Linked DNA regions of Ovis aries: region 2 is linked to region 1. The links are chromatin contacts, called in public Hi-C maps. All regions are on one chromosome and are shown on one strand. Each heading gives the region's core, a stretch centred on a gene start, on an enhancer-like site or on the middle of the called end of the contact. The rest is flanking DNA. Distances are from core to core; before and after follow the strand shown. Region 1 overlaps MIPOL1 (mirror-image polydactyly 1). Region 2 holds the start of FOXA1 (forkhead box A1).

Region 1 (5,420 bases), core at 1,620-4,119:
AATCCAAAATTTGTCATTGTTATAGTTGCATATAATTTAAGTTATAGTTAGAAATGATTCTTAGCTTTATACTCTGGATTCAAATTACACAAATTTGTGATTAAACTACCGAGACATTATGAAAAAGGAAAGCCGTTAAACAGAGTCAGCTGAACACCTTTGCCATGTGTGGTTTTTGTGGAGGAAAGTAGACGTGAATCTCCTATTTAAAATACGTTTTAAAAAATCCTGGGTATTGTTACTTTGGGGTGTGAAGTCCCATCTTTAAATGCCTTTCTATCCAAAAAGCATTGTTTCATTTTGAAGGATAAATGTCAGAATTACTCATTCTTTTTTAGGCAGATTAGAAATTTTAGACTGGTCAAAGAACAAATTTTGTTTCATCAAGTGTTTTACTGCTGAGTAAACAAGGAGAGTCAAGTCCCATTTCAGAGCATGGAGATGTTTGTTTAATTTTTTTCAGTCTCCATTTTTTGATAGCATGAAAGTAGGAAATATAGGCAGATACATTCAAATTCCAGTGTAGTTAGAGGTGGTATGTGGTTTCCTTAACTGTAACTTGTTTTTTCTTATTTCACTTATTCCAAGACTTAAAAATAACTTGGAGGAATGAGGTTAGGCCTCTGATGGAGACGATTTCATTTTAACACATGCTGATATGATATGTTCTGTTATAGTAAAGATTTTATTTTTCTTTTTTATATGGGTAATTTTTTCCCACATTACTTAAAGATGAACTTGTTAGATTTTATTTTGCTGCTTGAACCTGGTAACGTTAGTAATGTTAAAGCATTTAACATATTTTGTCTGTGATATAATGATTTAGCACTTTGATTAAGTAGCCTAGTTTATGTATCTACTCTGAAATCATCCCACTAATTTTAACATGAAGATGTAATTTCTGATTTAAACAAGTTCTTGGTATCAATCTTTAAGGTGAGTGTGAGGAAAAGAATCAGAATCTTATTAGTCTTATCCTTTGTCCTAAAATGAATAGATGTGTAAAATATGTTGCATGTTTACAAAAATCTTCTATTCTATTACAATATGTAGATCTGTAAGTTGTAATTGTTTGAATCATTAGAACATCTAATTTTTGCTTGACAATATGCAAATGTGCCATTAAATCTGTTTTTTAAGATTTTTCCAGTTTAATGTCTGAATCCAAATTCATAAAGAGTTGGAAAAATGAGATGTCTGAGCTATAGGATTCACAGGGATTTCATATGAAGCCTATTTAATCAGGATAACACGGTTATTAATATTCATAATGTCAGCTGGAACACAAATGACAGACTATGGGGCCTAAAAATTTTACTTGGTGAATTTATTAAAAGTAGCTTAAAAAATTAATGAAATTGAAGTAAAGTTGGTGAATATGAAAATCTTGTGTTAGCAGAAAAAAAATCTCTATTAGAACTTTCTTTAAGACCATTTTGCATTGATGTCTTTTGACAGATTTCATTGGTACTTAAAGAAGAAAGATGCATGAATGGTCATTTAAGAGGATTTAAACACATTGGCACATTAATTTTTACATGAATAATAAGTACTTTCCAAAAGCAATTAACTTACAGTGTACAAGATATGAATTGAAAAATAAGACTGTGACATCAAGGGCAAAGCAAATGTGCTGTACATTTTAAACTTAGTGGCAGGACTTTTTAATATTTTGGTTTATTTCTATAGTTTGCATAGGCTGTGACTTAGAATATAGTTATTTTACTGCATTTGAAAGCATAGTAGAAAGGAATATTGTTCCCTCCCGGACTAAAAAAATTGATACTGATAAGCATTATCCCCTGCAAGTATCTATTGCATTTATTGGAGAATTAAACACTTGTTTTTTGTTTTTTTTTTTTTCTTTAAAATTATTTTTCCTTTTAGAAACAAGTTCACCAGGAAACCAGCTCCCCTAAACACTTGTTATACCATTGTTTATGTTTGAGCATATGTTCAATTTTGTACAAAGTTTAAGGGATGATTCTGAATAGGCTTAGTGATACAAATACATATGTGTTAACATAGTCTTACTGGTTATATCATAACTTAAATGTGTAAAAAATACATTTCTAAAAGTATAGTGTAAGAAATTTAGTTGATACACATCAGGTAGTATTCAAGTAAATTTGTTCTGAATGTTAGCCTAAAAAAGTAAAAAGTTGGGAATGGCTTAAGTAAAACTGGGGTGTTTTATTTTGTGTACTGCCTGCTATTTATGTTTTAAAATGAGCTTGTAATGATATTATACAGGTGCTGTAGGTCTTTTTTGTTATTGTTGTTATTGGAGTTCATTAAAAACAATTAGTTTAGACCATTTTGTATAGTCACAGTAATACTGAGTGTTTTGTTTTATATCCATCAGAGATTATTTTTTTTATCCATTTTTAGTACTTATAAAATCATAGCTTAAATCTCTAGCAGTCTAGTTAGGGTTTACCATTGAGAGAATATAGGTGTTGGTCTGACAGTCCGAGAGGGAACTAGAAGTTTCACTTGCAGCCAGTGTCCTATATGAATGATTTAGTTTCATCAGATTATAGGAATTGCCTGGTATGTTTTGGGACTCATATTCAGAACTTGAATGGAAAAATCACTAATTACTAGAGTGTGAAAAAATTATCACAATAAGCCATAAATGAAAATCTTTTGCTTAAGGAATGAAATCAAATTTATATATAAATATATATATATGTGTGTATATATATATATATTTCTTTTTTTTTTCCTTTTTAGTGTCCTTTTAAAACTTAGATTTTGGGTAAGGGGAAATGTTTTGTTTTTGGCTCTGAAGTATTCACTTATATGCCCAGGAGAGGGCAGCATTTTACTATATCAGTCTCATAAAAGAATTAGCCCTACTTAGACTGTCAATGTTTCTTGTAATTACTCCCAGTATATTTGTTGCTTGCTTATGAATTAACTTGCATTTATGGAACTAAATCATTCCAATCATTTAATTACACCTGAGGAGCTGAACTATAATTGCTTGCTTCCAACTAGGATCTGATATGGCTTGAGCAGTATTAATTTGGTGTTTACTTTTCTGAGTGCTAAAAGCATTAAAATGATTGTGCAATGGGATTACATTTTACTAATTGCTGGCATTCATTAGCTGGGTAAATGATGAGGAAGAGTGACTGTATATCGCAAAGGGATAAAATTATGGTTTTAAATAGTATATTACTAAGCACATTAAGGCCTGTAAGGCATGTTTTAAAATACTCCAGAGGTTATTAAAGACTGTATTTTCTACATGTCTTGCTATATGAATCTCTTATTAAAAGACTGCAATTATTATTAACCTTTTTGGGCAATATGGAAGGAAATGGCTTCATTGACTGGAACATATTTCTTTGATATTAATAACTTCCTATATTTTCAGTTAATCCAAAAGTAAATGAGGAACTTAGAAAAAGATTGCCAACTCCAGATCAACATATTTAGAGAAAATTGGAATAGGAGAAGCTTGCTACAGCTTTATTTGAGGACTTTTTAAAGAACGCAGAGTTCTAGCTGTGAGGTGAATCTAATTTTATTATTCTCTTTAAAAGCATGCAAAAAAGTGAACTTGCATAGCTTTGATCATATTTATTATGAAAACAAATGCAAGAGAGAAATACCAATAATTCCACAAGCTGAAAATAACCTTTAAAAAAATTAGAGTAACATTTTAAAATTACACACTATGAAATATTTATGTGCAAATATACATTCAAATAAATAAGTTTGAAATTTTTGCTATAAACTTATGACAAATAGAGTAAAATTTTTATTTTTCTTAAATTGTTGAAGTTGTATTAATAGTTGCAGAAGACTTAAGTTAAATAAATTGAATAGTTCCCTAACCAAAGGAGCAAGAATGTCTAGACACTTACCCTTGAACTGTATTTACTAAAATGTAAGTGTGAATGAAAGAACTATTTTTCTGAGAAAAAAGATTTAATTTCACGTGTTGAAATATACAGTTAATTGTCCTATTATAAGTGTTTTAGAAAACCAGTTATCCTGTAAATTCTCTCTTAAACAAAGGTAAGATTTAGGTGTGTTCTGATATATTGTTTTAAGTTTATTTATCTAGAGTTGGCTTTATTTTAGCCTCAAATCTTGGCGCAGAAACCAGAGACATTGCCAGAGCAAACAAGAACAGAAGTGCAAATGGAGGACTGGTCAAAAGGTAAGGACTTTTAAGGTATTAATACCAAACCCCAGGTGATGTGCTACTTTAAGGCACTGAATGAAGTGTGTTTGTTCTAACCAGTGTATTAGACAGGAGCAGATAAGCACAAGCACACACGCACGCACACATGCAAGGAAGGAAGTATACACAGAAAGACCCACATTCTGCAAAAGAGACACAAGGAGAAAGAGAAAAGGCACAGAGCAAGAGACACTGAAAGAGAAAAAGGAAAGCAGACACACAAAGAGAAAGACACACACCCACAAAGTGATAGAGGAGATTGAGAGAATGACTAGTAGAGAAATGCATGCAGAGAGGCAAACTCAGAGAAAGAAACCCAAACAGAGAAAGGAGACACAGACACAGGGGGGAGATGGTAAACTCAATGAAAAAGACACAGGTACACATATAGAGGTACACAGAGAGAGACGCATGCATAGATACACACAAGAAGACACACATCCCGAGACTCATGGAGAGGTACCGGAGTAAGAGAAACAGACATCCTGTGACAGAGAGAGAGGAGTTGGGCGGAGACGGGAAAGGGACACACTGAGAGAGGGGGGCACCTGTGTACACGCAGACACTCTCAGAAAGAGACAGAGATGAGCACAAAGAGACATGGAAGATACACATACATGCAGAGACAGACATGTAAGGAGAGGAGACACACATACACAGAAAAACAGAGACACATACAGAGACACTTGTACACTAAAAGGCGCACTCAGAGACAACCACAGAAAAACAGTCAAAGGGGGATTCTCCCTAAAGAGTCAGAGCCACAGACACTCGCAGAGATGTGCAGAGGAAAGCGGATGTGCACAGGCAGAGGAGAGAGCAGTCAGAGAGAAACACAGTCTGAAAGACAGACAGACAAAGAGATGTCCTGCCAAAGGGAGAAATAGTGGAAGGGTGGATGGGATGGAGGGATGGATGGATGGATGGATGGATGGATGGATGGATAGGTACAAACGTAGGTAGATAAGTAGAGGACACCCATCTGTGTGTAGAGCAAGGTAGAATAAGTGCTACACAGACAGGTTTTAAAAATGTTTGGTTTTTATTTGAGGTCTTTTACTAAATGTGGATACAGTTGCAAATCTGAAATCCTTGGATAACAAATCATTCTGAATATAGTATGACGTATAGTTGAAGACTTGAAATTTTATGTTCGTCATTTTTATGTCCTCTGAATTTTTCCAAATAGAATTATTATCGAAACATTGCACACATCTCT
Region 2 (5,420 bases), core at 2,010-4,509, 290 kb after region 1:
TGCTGGTTCTGCCGGTAATAGGGGAAGAGGTCCATGATCCACTGATAGATCTCGCTCAGCGTGAGCATCTTGCTGGGCGCCTGCTGGATGGCCATGGTGATGAGAGAGATGTACGAGTAGGGCGGCTTGGCGTGAGGGTAGCTGCGCTTGAAAGTCTTGGCGTCGCCGCCGCCGCCGCTAGCGCGGCTGCGGCCCAGGTTGGACGGCGCGTACGCCATGGGGCTCATGCACGGGTTCATGGCGGCCGCGTAGGGCCCCAGGCCATTCATGGAGGCCGCCGGCTGCGCGCCCATAGCCCCCATGCCGCCTGGGCTCAGCGTCGTCCCCATGGCCGTCACGCCCGCCGTCATGCTATTCATGGCGCCCGCAGAGCCGCCGGGCATGCCAGCCACCGCCCCGGGGCTCAGCCCGGCTCCCAGGCCCGGGTTTGCGTAGGACATGTTGAACGAAGCCGGGGTCATGTTGCCGCTCGTGCTCATGGTGTTCATGGTCATGTAGGTGTTCATGGAATTCATGGTGCCCAGACCCGAGTTCATGTTGCTGACCGGGACGGAGGAGTAGGCCTGGAGCGGAGACAGCGTGAAGAGGCCCCGAAGGGCTGAGTTAGCAGTGGGCGCGCTGGTGGCTACTGGCCCCCCGGCAAATCCGAAAACGAGAACTCGAGGCCATTTCTGCAAAGTCTAAGATCCCCCAACCAGGGGCAAACCGGCGGGCGCCTTCCCCAGAGCCAGCAAAGAGATGTCGTGCACGGCAGGGGGGGGAATCCTAGCTCGGCAGGCATGAAAGCCAAGAACTCACAGAAAATATGTCCCCAGGAAGATGTGTAATCGCCTTACACGCCGGGCTTAGGGGCCGGCTTCTGGGGCCCCTCCATCGCCTCTATCCACGCCAGGCCGGTATCCCACTTTCCACCCCAGATCGGGCCTCGGCAAAGCCGTCCTTTTGCTTGAAAGGAGTTAAAACTCCGAAAATAGAATTAATATCTCGGATCCTCGGCTTATTCACTCCACCTTAAGCGTGCGGTGGGTAGGACAGTGCTTCCCCCCATGCCCCAGCCCCCACCCTTAGGCGGGCAACATCCCCAGATTTGCACCCATCTCGCCTAAGCCTGCCAGGCCTGGGCTGACCACCTAGCGGCCCGTGCTTTCTCGGGTGACAGTTAACCTCTCCCTGATAGAGCAAATCATCCATGGCCATATGACCAAACATTTCCAAACAACTGGCTTTACTGTCTTAGCAGCTTTCACCAAATGGTGACTTTTTGTTGTTCATTATATTTAGTAGTGTTTTCCATCTACTTGTAGCAACTGTAATATTAAAAGAGAAAAAACTCAGAGTAACTTTTGGAAAAAATATATATATAATAGGAGAAAGAATAGGGGAGGGTACATAATAATATCAATGCACAACCTACATTTACATTTACAGCCATTCATAAACTTGAACTAATTTCATTACCTATTTCCAGGCCCCTAATGTTTGAAAATTTTGGTGACAAAATTTATAGAAATAATCACATTTTTTACATAGTCTGATTTTTGCCACTGATCATCTCAAAACCTGGCTTTTGAAACTATATGAATAGTATCAAATACTTTAAAATTCAAAAATCAAAGTCCACTTGCTTTCTCTTAATGCTATTCTACTTCCCAATTCTAACCTGTAAAGAAGCTCTTTTCATAGAGAATTTAACTCACTAGTGAGCGGAGATGACTGTACCTGAATTAAATCTGAGGAAGTGTTCTGAGCTTCTTCTTAAATCATCAGTAGGGGAAAACTCTTATCAATGGCAATCTGAGAATGCACTAGATATGTTAAAAATATAGAGTATAGAAATGTAAAAACTACTTATCTGTTAACTTACTAAAAATAATATCCTTACATTTATTTTCATCCGAAAACATGACTTTATTTGAAAACATAAAAGGTGAACAAACATTTAATTAGGCACACATTCTGCTATAGTATGCAAATAAACTCGGGATATGTTTGTGAATATATACACATATAAATTTAAATAAATTAATTACCATGAAAATATTTCTTGATTTTATGTTTTTCTGTCCATGTCTTAAAGTATATTTTACTTTTCCTCTTCCCAAGATTATCCAAGGCAGTTTCAATAAACGTTTTCAATAATGGTACATTTTTGGAGGGTAATCGCCAGTTATTTCCAGAGAAATACTTTTAGGAGTAGGAGGTGGTCCTGCCTGTACCTGGTTTTCCTCGCAATCCCTTTGTGCACACTGTATTGATAAAATAAACCACACGAACGTGCCACCAAGGGGACAATGAAGAGAAACAGGTTCTCCGCCCGCCCGGAGTGCTGGAGGAAAAGTCAGCTCTCACTAGCGCCACCCAGCGGTTCTAAACAGGAAGAAGCACACTTCTCCCCAAACAGGGCTTTTGAAGAACTTTTACAAAATTTCGGAATCATTTCATTATCAAGATTCGCATTATTAGCGGCTGCGCGCTTTCATCAGAAGACATCTGAGAATTCAACTACGGCAGGAAGAAACTGCCCCGCAGGCGAATTTCTACCCTTTTCAGACTTGCCTCAAACTCATGCCTCCGCCAGCCAGCCAACCCGCGCGCGGCACCCGGGTCTGGGCTCTGGCTCCCGTTCTCCGCAAGCAAGAGGCAAGTGTGTCCCAGAGAGCGGGTGCTTTCACAGCAAGAGTTTCCTAAAACCGTCTCGCCCGCTCGGAGCGCCGATCGCCGGAATCCCGTCCCCGGGCCGGGCTGAGGATCCGGCCCCCAGGCCCGTTTAGCCAAGGCCCGGCCGGGGCTAACCCGGGTGGGTAGGCACCGGTGGCACGGAGGAGGAGCCCCCAGTCCACCCGCTGCCCGCCTAGCCTGGTTTCCCCCGTCCCAGCACTGGCTCCAGGAACGTCCCGCCTGCCGCCCGCCTCTCACCTCCTGTGTGTCCGCATAGTAGCTGTTCCAGTCGCTGCTCTCGTGCCCTTCCATCTTCACAGTCCCTAACATCCTGGAGCCACCCTGCTCGCTGCAACCATCCAGCCCTGTGCGAAGCGACTGGCAGCCGCGCGGCCCGGGGCGGGGGGCGGGGAGCCGAGCCGCTGCAGTCACCCGAGGGCCCGCGCCGGCCCAACGCCACCCTAGCGAGGAGGAAGCCAGGAGCTGCGGGGCGCGGCGTGCTCGGCGGCGGCGGCGGCGGCGGTGGGGCGGGCGGGGGCAGGCGGCGGCCGCGGAGCGCGCCGCCGGGGAGCGCCTCCGCGGGAAGTGAGCTGGCGGCCTCTGCGAGATGAGTGCAGTTGAGCTGATGTGGATCTTACGTCGCTCGAGTGCCCACCTCCTCGTCCTCTCCCCATTTGTCCGCCGCACAAAGACGCTCGCACCTACAAAGCCCGAGGTGCACCTGCGAGGCGGCCGCCCGCCAGCCCGGCCGCCGCGCCTCCCGCCCCGCCGCGCCGCCGCCGCCGCGCGCGCCCCCTGGGCCCCCTCCCGCCGCGCCCCCTCCCCCAAACCCGACCCTCACTTTGTTTGCCAAGCGGCGTAATTGGTTTAAGCCGGGAGGCTGGGGGAAGAGGGAAACCCGGGTGGCGGTGGTGGAGGCGGGGTGGGGTGTGTGTGTGTGTGTAACCCCTCTTTGGAAGAGGAAAAAAGAAAAATAGGCGGGGCCGGGAGTGCTAGCGAGGGTTTTGGATGGGAACCGCGCAGCCGATGAAGCGCTGGGGGCGGTGGCGCTGGAGCCCGGGCTCCTGGGGGTAGAGCCGGCTCCATGACCCCAGGGTTCCCCTGGGGGACCTTCGGCCCTCGGTGCTGCGACCCCGTCCCGCGCCCCTCCTGCCTCCTACTATTCTGCCCGCTTCCAGCTCCCGCCCTTCTGATTCCTGACCTAAAAGTTCAACCCCGGGAGACTGGAAAATTCAGACTTCCTCCTCCCTCCCCCGGCCCCCGCCCCGGACTTCAGGACTGAAAAAGGAAAAAGCCCCACTTTTGCCCCGTCACTAGAAACTCGGCCATCTGAGTCAGCCGAGCCAGGTGACGTTAGGCCGATCCCGGCTCCTGGCTAGCAGAGTGGAGACGCTGCCACGAAACCCGTACCTGCGGCTAAGAGCAGGTGAGTCACAACACCGTTTTATATCTTTATGACATAACTTTTTTTTTCCACCTCGATCCGCTCTACTCCCCCTGTCATCTGCAGCGATCACGAAGAGGAAGAAACTGAGAACAGATGTCTATGTGATAGGGCAGGCGGACCCGAGTCGGGCCGTCCTCCCTCTGCCCAGCTCCTCCTCCCGCCCCCCTTCCGCAGCCTCGGGGACTGAGCTGGAGGCGACCGTCTGGTTTCTGATAGGGAAAGGTCAGGGGGAGGGGACATCTCCCTAAATACGCGCCGGGAGAGGCTGGGCTCGGGCGCGGGAAAGCATCTACTCGGCTAGAGAGGTGCCAGGCCGAAGCCAGCGGTGGTGACGGCGGTGCTTGGTCCCATCTCTGATCTGGAGTGGCCGGGCTGGGACTGGACATCCGTGGGAAGTGCTTCTTCAAGCAGAGCCTCTTGGCTTCTATGAGACTCTGGGTAGTGGCTTGCCCACAAGCCCTGGGGAGGACCAACTAAAGTGACTGGGTGGTAGGCAGTGAGTTGGTGAGAGGTTGTGCTATGGTGATTGTGTGGTTCTGAGTGTGTGTGTGTGTGACCATGTATGTGCTGTACTTTCGGAGAACCACTAGGTTTAAGTAGCAATAAAAAATCTTTCCGAAAGGACTAAGAATCCGCGAAATATTCTTGTTTGGCAAAGTTTTAAACTGTTATTAATCTCATTTTAAGAAATGTGTTTTAACTTGTCTTCCAAACAGATTCCTTTCCCCCCTGTGCTTTGTTCTTACAAACCTTTCTTCCTTGAAATCTGGCAAGAGAATCACATTAAATCCTTGAACCAAACAAATCTCTTAAATCAGCAGGAGAGCATGAGAGGGTGAAGATGTGTAGTTAAGGAAATAAAAAAAGATAAAAGCATTGGATTCCAATTCCTTTAAGAAAAAAAAAGGGAGGGTGGTGGTAGTGAGTAACGTCACACTGTAAGGAAAGGCTTGAGAGTGAAATTAAATCACCTGGAACTCAGCAGCCAGTCGCCCTCCCCAACTGCAGCCAGTCCCATCAATTTGTGTAAATATATCTGCAAACCTGTGGGTCTGCACATATTTCTCAGGGCGACAGTCAGAAACTAATTCTTTTGTGCAAGGTTCCCATCAACAGCAGGACCTTAGTCCCATTTGTAAAGTACATGGATGCATAGGCTCCTCAGCCTGACTGGGGAGGTGGGGGTACTTTCAGTGCTAATGAGCTTCCTTGTTCCTTCCCGCGGTGATTCGCCAACGCCCTCTTGGCTCTTCCACCACATCCAGCATGACTAGGGTATTTTCCTTGGGTAGTAACAACTTAGCAATAACTTTTA

Evidence for each region. Hi-C and Micro-C count contacts between places; a contact is called where the count stands out from the background.
Region 2: a Hi-C map of liver shows a contact between it and region 1, with 4 times the contacts expected there. The contact joins the promoter of FOXA1 here to the enhancer-like site in region 1. A contact is called at or near these places in 3 of 16 Hi-C or Micro-C datasets (liver, mixed tissues and tail adipose tissue).

Annotation. Positions count from the first base shown.
Region 1 is chr18:45,216,827-45,222,246 of ARS-UI_Ramb_v3.0, forward strand. MIPOL1 (mirror-image polydactyly 1) reads left to right here. Exons shown (of 18, transcript XR_009597113.1): 2 at 4,099-4,177. Among named protein-coding and RNA genes, the nearest start is that of MIPOL1, 56 kb to the left of the region's middle. Within about 2 kb of position 2,870, at least 2 of the 54 cell types and tissues checked have an H3K27ac peak or open chromatin away from gene starts, as enhancers often do. A contact at or near this core is called in liver, where this site is marked.
Region 2 is chr18:45,504,451-45,509,870 of ARS-UI_Ramb_v3.0, forward strand. FOXA1 (forkhead box A1) reads right to left here and starts at 3,260. Exons shown (of 2, transcript XM_027957292.3): 1 at 2,917-3,260; 2 at 1-563. The coding sequence starts at 2,988. TTC6 (tetratricopeptide repeat domain 6) reads left to right here and starts at 3,483. Exons shown (of 32, transcript XM_060401450.1): 1 at 3,483-4,084.